Linked DNA regions of Mus musculus: region 2 is linked to region 1. Evidence: chromatin contacts called from public Hi-C data. All regions are on one chromosome and are shown on one strand. Each heading gives the region's core, a stretch centred on a gene start, on an enhancer-like site or on the middle of the called end of the contact. The rest is flanking DNA. Distances are from core to core; before and after follow the strand shown. Region 1 holds the start of Grm5 (glutamate receptor, metabotropic 5). Region 2 overlaps Grm5 (glutamate receptor, metabotropic 5).

Evidence for each region. A called contact is a pair of places that touch in the nucleus more often than the background predicts.
Region 2: a contact with region 1 is called in a Hi-C map of neural progenitor cells, with 6 times the contacts expected there. The contact joins the enhancer-like site here to the promoter of Grm5 in region 1. A contact is called at or near these places in 3 of 484 Hi-C or Micro-C datasets (the G1E-ER4 cell line, cortical neurons and neural progenitor cells) and 1 of 9 other capture datasets (adipose tissue).

Annotation. Positions count from the first base shown.
Region 1 is chr7:87,582,585-87,585,639 of GRCm38.p6, forward strand. Grm5 (glutamate receptor, metabotropic 5) reads left to right here and starts at 1,584. Exons shown (of 11, transcript NM_001143834.1): 1 at 1,584-1,956.
Region 2 is chr7:87,762,540-87,765,594 of GRCm38.p6, forward strand. All of the region lies in intron 3 of Grm5 (glutamate receptor, metabotropic 5), which reads left to right. Among named protein-coding and RNA genes, the nearest start is that of Grm5, 180 kb to the left of the region's middle. Within about 2 kb of position 1,467, at least 4 of the 459 cell types and tissues checked have an H3K27ac peak or open chromatin away from gene starts, as enhancers often do. A contact at or near this core is called in neural progenitor cells, where this site is marked.

The DNA of each region.
Region 1 (3,055 bases), core at 334-2,833:
GACCTAAATCAAAACTGGAATCAACCTAGTACAGAAAATTTCATGTTGGACAAACGGACATTTTAAACTCTAGAAAAAGAGAGGAGAATAAATTCACATATTGTACTTCAAGTATCTAAAAATGTCTTTAGACATGGAAAAATGAAAATGAATACCTTTAAGAAGATCTACTTTTTAACTTTTAAAATAACACAAGGTATTAGACATCATTAATCAGTTTTCAAACAAAGTGTGTTTTAGCAGATTCCCACCCTCTTCTTTTTTGCTTACTTCCCACTCCCTCTGATACTCTACCCCCTTTCTTCATTTTCATAGCAAATGTGCCCTTTGATCTCTTCTTCCTTTAGTACCCCTTTTCCCTTCTTTTGGTTTCCTTTCTAGTAATTTTGTGGGGGTGATGCTGATTGTATTTTAAAGATCAGTCCACATTTACAGATATTTTCACATGCACACATTACAAGCTAGGATCTGCACATGAGAAAGACCACACTGGCTTTGTCTTCCTGGGTTTAGACCACCTAACTTAATGCTATACACTTGAGGCTGATCATTTTTTTCCCTGTAAACTTCATAATTTCAGTTTTCTTTCCAGCTGAATAAAAGTTTTATATGTATATATAACATCGTTGCCCATTCATCTGTTGGTGGACCTGGAGTCTGGTTCTAATGTGTTGCTGTAAATGGGCTATAATACACACATATGGGCAAATGTCTTTTAATGCTTGACATAGTGTTTTAAATGGATACTTCCCTTCTTCCGTTCCTTACTATTATATCACCGAAGTAATCAAAGAAACACTACCTTGTTGTCAAGGACCCACTGACAAACATTAGTAGTTATTAATAACTGGTGTCCTTGACTTCAGTGTTGTGCATGTTTTAATCATTAATTCAGCTACTGAAAGTACCTGGCTCCTTTAATTTGCTCAGGCAATAATAATATTACCCAATTATTCTTTTGTTTAAATTAAGCCATGCAAGTAATTTATAGGGATCCCTTTTATTCTTTTTCTTTCAGATATAATGTGAAGGTAACCTTAGCATTTTTGATGTCCATAGACAGTACTAGGGGTATCAAAGAAAAGGATGCCAAGCAATTGGAAGAAGTAAAACATTTAAGTCCCACAGGGAAAGACTTTTAATGGATGTAGGAAGAAACATTTTTAAGAAGTGCAGACAAATGCAAAATGACATTATTAATGACTCAAGACCATTAAATACATTGGTCTTTCTAATCACTCGGGCTTCTGAACCGTACTTGCAGTTCTCTGAATCTCATTCTCTCTCTCTCTCTCTCTCTCTCTCTCTCTCTCTCTCTCTCTCTCTCTGTGTGTGTGTGTGTGTGTGTGTGTAAGTACAGTCTGTGTCACTCTCTCTCTCTTCTCTCTGTGTCTCTCAGTCTTGTGTTTGTCTCTCTGTTTCTTCCTACTCCTCTCTCTGTCTTCCAGCAATAATACCCCTTCTCCCAATAACTGTCAGGAGTTTCGTACTATCTTCAGAGAGAAGCTGATTATCTACCTGCTCTCCAGCTTCTCTCTGAGTGACATGCCACCCACGCCTCCCAGCACAGCTCCTGCTTCTCCATCTCTGGGTGGGAATGAGGTAGTGAGGAAGTCCAAGACTGCCCTGGCCTGAACCCTGAGACCAAGAGGCTCTAGGAGCAGTGTTCACTCACTGATCCAAGGCTAGCCAGCCGCCCCCAATTGCACTCTGCAAGAGTAGGAGCCAACCCAGCGTTGCGCTTCCAGCTGCGTCTGCCCGGGCGCAGCACGTGCTCCAGGCGCTGGCGCGAGAGAGCGAGCGCCACCACCGCGGGCCCGCAGCCGTTCTGCTGGCTGCCACTACAGCTTAGATCGCAGCCACTAGCGCTTCTGCAGCAGCCAAGGCCGCTACGAAAGCGCAGGGAGCTTGAAAGGAGCGGCTGTCCAGAGGAGCAAGGCTCAGGGAGCGCACCTGGTAAGCATAGCGCTGTTTTTCTTTCTCTCAGCTGTGGAGTTACCAGGGATGTAGGATGCCGCCGGAGCCCCTCCCCCAGTGCAGGGATGGAGAGTGAGCGAGCAAGGGGCGGGTGCTTGGACTAAAGGGACCCAGAAGGGCAGGTGGTGGGCAGGTGGACGACAGGTGAAGCCAGGGATACTAGAAGGTCCTGCAAGTTTAAGAAAGTCACCCCGCAAGGACATGTGCTCTATAAATTAGACATGAATTTAGAGTCAGGAGCCTGGGCTAATGTGGTATGGCTAAATGGGAGGTTTTTGAATATCTTTTTGTTTTCATTCACCTAACTGAAGGATTTCAGTGGGGTTGTTTCCACAGAAAATAGCTAAAATAATCAGTGGCAGAAAAAAATAAATAAAACCAATAAAGCCCCCCCCCCTTCTGTCTCATGCTGGTACATGTGCAATGATAAAGCATGCACTTAGCGAGGGAGGAGAATTTTAGATCTCTGAGGATATTAGATGTTTGGGCTGTAGTAAGCACACTTGCTGATGCTGCACCCCAAAAATGAGACAGGGAAGAAGATTATGGATGGTTTTAAATACTGTATTACAATTCTAAAATGACATTTGAATGACTATAACACCAGGACCAAGAGATTCTCTGGAATCATTAACCCATTTATGAGATGTATCAGCACGTCTGGACCCTTAAAGCTAAGATTATATATTTCTAGCAGTGAAAGGAAGATTTTTTTTAACCTTAAATTTTCTGACAGAACTTTCATAAAGGATGATAATGAAGAACATGGAGATCAAGAGGAAAGAGAGGGGAGTTGAACAGACTCCATGAGCTATGTGTGGTAGTATAGCAAGGAGAGTTGGGTCTGTCAGATTTGGTACCAATGTTCATTCAGTCACACCCTGAGAAGCCCTTAGGCCATTGTCTAGGAAAATATGTGACCTTGAACAAGACTACCAAGCATTGTACACTTATTCTCTCCATCAGGAAAGTGGAAAGCATACTGCATTTTAGGACACTGAAGTCTCACAAAATAGTGTGTGTTTGTATAAGCTTGAAGAATTGTACAGGGAAAGAGGGAAGGGAGATATCCGGAAAT
Region 2 (3,055 bases), core at 217-2,716, 180 kb after region 1:
GAGACGAAGCTTCCTGAAAAACTCCATTGCTTTCTTTTCTTAGAGTATACCTTCCTGCCCAAGGCAGTCAGCTAAGGTCATCCAGACCACCTATGGACAAAGAGGGCTTTATTCAGAATGCTGTGAAGCTAACACTAAATAAGTATTTTGTGCAGCAATGTTTCAGCCTTCTGAGAAGAAAGTCTGTGCAAAGAATGAGGCAAGGAATTGTAAAGTAATTAGTCATACCACTTTTGTGTGAATGGGATATGTAAATAGTTTAAACTTGTATTTTAATTAAATGAAATACACTTGTTAGATGTTTTGCAAATAATTACAAATTAAGGGAGACAGAAACTTAGATCTTAATATAGTGAACAAATATTTCATGAGCATCCACAATATGTAAACAGCCATTCCAAGCAATTTATCACTATGCACTACGCATGGGGTAGCACTTAAATTGAGGTCTTTTCACAGGCAGAATTAGCAATGGTAATAAAAGAGGGCAAAATTGATTCAAATATATTTTAAAATGGCTATTTTACAAATTGAAATCAAGGTGAGATTTATAGAGATACTGAAAAATTCTACCTACTGCCAATAAAAATTGAGTTGCAAAAATTACAGCAGTTTAAATTTTTTTTCATCATATATATCCATATTGCATGATATTGTATAACATAAAGGCATCTTTATACAAGTAAATATTGGACACTGTATGTATCCTAGGCCTGCCTACCCAGTTCTTGTTAGTTCTTGTTAGTCCTCTTAGTTTCCTTATACAGTTTGGCTTTAGTGTCATATATACATACACATGTAAATTTATGTATTTATAGAAAAAACATGGATAACATGAAATTAATAAAAACAATGTGTGTATCCACATGTGTGTACTTTCTCTTTCTCCATTCTTTGTCTCTTTCCCCAAGTACTCACCATGATGGATAGCCCTTGCTTTTATTACTGTTAGCCATTGTAATGGGATTAAAATGAAACCACAGTACAGTTTTAATTTATATTTCTGTGATGGCCAGTGAGATTAAACCATTTTAATATGTTTAATACAAGTTTGATTTTCTTCTTTTTGAAAACTCTCTTGTTCATTAGCTCACTTGTTGAGTGGGTTGTTTGATTAGTTTAGTTTTGTTCCCCAGGTCATATTCTGGGCATTAATCTTTTGTAAGTTGTATAACTTACAGAGATTTTTCTTCTACTTTACAAGTAATTTACTCTCTAAGTTATCTACTTCCGCTATGTGTAGAAGTTTTTTAAATAACTTGCAACCCTGTTTGACAATTGTTGACATTTTTTTAACTCAATAGTCTTACTATTGAGTTAAAAAAAATAAAGCTGGACTGGGTGAGCTGGCCAGAATGTGAACACAGGAGAGCTGCCTGCACCTCTCATCTGCTGATAGATGTTATGGGCATGGGAGAGAGACTCTGCTTCCCCCAGCCACCTGCAGCAGCCAGATCAACTGGCCCAGAGGGCATGAGAGCTCTCACTGACTCTCACTGGCTACAGCCCTCATTAGAGCAGCCTCTGCCTTCCCTGAGCAGCACAGTAGCCATCACTTTCAAACATGGCTGTTTCCTTCTACAAATTAACCTTACTTTTGTTGTTAGGGAGTAAAGGTGTGTACTAAGTGTGTGTTATAGCTAAATCACATTGGAAAACGGTGTGTATTTTCATCCTAGCTGGATCATATTGACCTAGAAGGTCTTTGGATGTGAGCCTTTGCCACAGCATCCATGTTGCTGAATTAAAAACTCTACAAATGGAATCAAGAATTAATCAAGAATTAATTAATTTATCTACTATAAATTAGTAATTTCCTTTTTTAGATAATGAGGAATCTAGATCTTTTATCAATAGACTAGAATTTAGCTAAGGACCTCTGCAATAGAAACAGTGAATAAAGAGCTTCTCTCTTCCCCTCCCCCTGTCAATTAATTACATTTCAACTTGGCACTAATTATTTTAATGTGACCTAGAAACTTTCCTTACTCCAATAGCACTGATGTGTAAATCAAATCCATACTGAACCCTGAAAACATGTCTTAAAATTCAGCAACATATATGCTTACATTTTGCTGTAAATTCGCATTATTTTAAGGAGTGTTGAGAGCAAATCTATGCATGCTGTCACTTTCCCTCTTCCTGCTCTTGTTCCTTTTTGTTAGATGTCTCAATATATTTTGATATAAGTCTCACTATATTAAGATTTTAGCAAAATTAGATCATGGTAGTCATCCCTAATGCTTCATTATAATTATTGATTCTTTTATCTTTGGGAAAATGTGAGAATTCCCTTATTTTGTAAAAGTTAATGGCAAAACAATTATAAATCTTATTAAAGAAGCTTTAGTTGTTTTACATCTGAATAGCAAGACTCACTTGGATAATAATCACTTTGGTATTTCTTTTAGAACAATATCATTTTTGAACAATTCAACAAAGAACTTTTCAATCATCTTTTATGTTTAATTTTTTCATGGTTCCATAAAACTTTGTTTTTCATTGTTGTTGTTGTTTTTTTTATTGTTGTTGTTCATTATTCTTGAGTAAAGAAAAATATATACAACTACTGCCAAGAAAAGGAAAAAATGTTATTCTTCAGTCTTATGTGAATAATAGAGATCTTTTATTTATCAGACAGTTATTCATCTTCTGTTATTAGCAAACTGATCAATTACAGATGAAATATTATTCTTCCTTGGAAATTCGTAAAGCAGGAGAATCCAATTGAGGGATATGCTGAGGCCAGAACCTCTACTCTCTTTTTCTATGTGAAAATGATATGATGTGTATTATTTTTCTTTTTTTTAAACCTTTATTCAGTTTTTGAGTCAAATGTAGCCTGGGCTGTTCTCAAACTGGGTATGTAGACAAGGATAATGACTTTGAAATTATTTGAATTAATGACTTTGAATTTTCTGTCTGCATGTTGTAGGTGCTAGGATTAGAGGTTTGTAGCATTATGCCTAGTTAATGCAGTGCTGCATTTTGAACACTGAACCCCACCCTTGGACGACCAACTGAGCCTATATGTCAATACAACTTTACTTTGAGC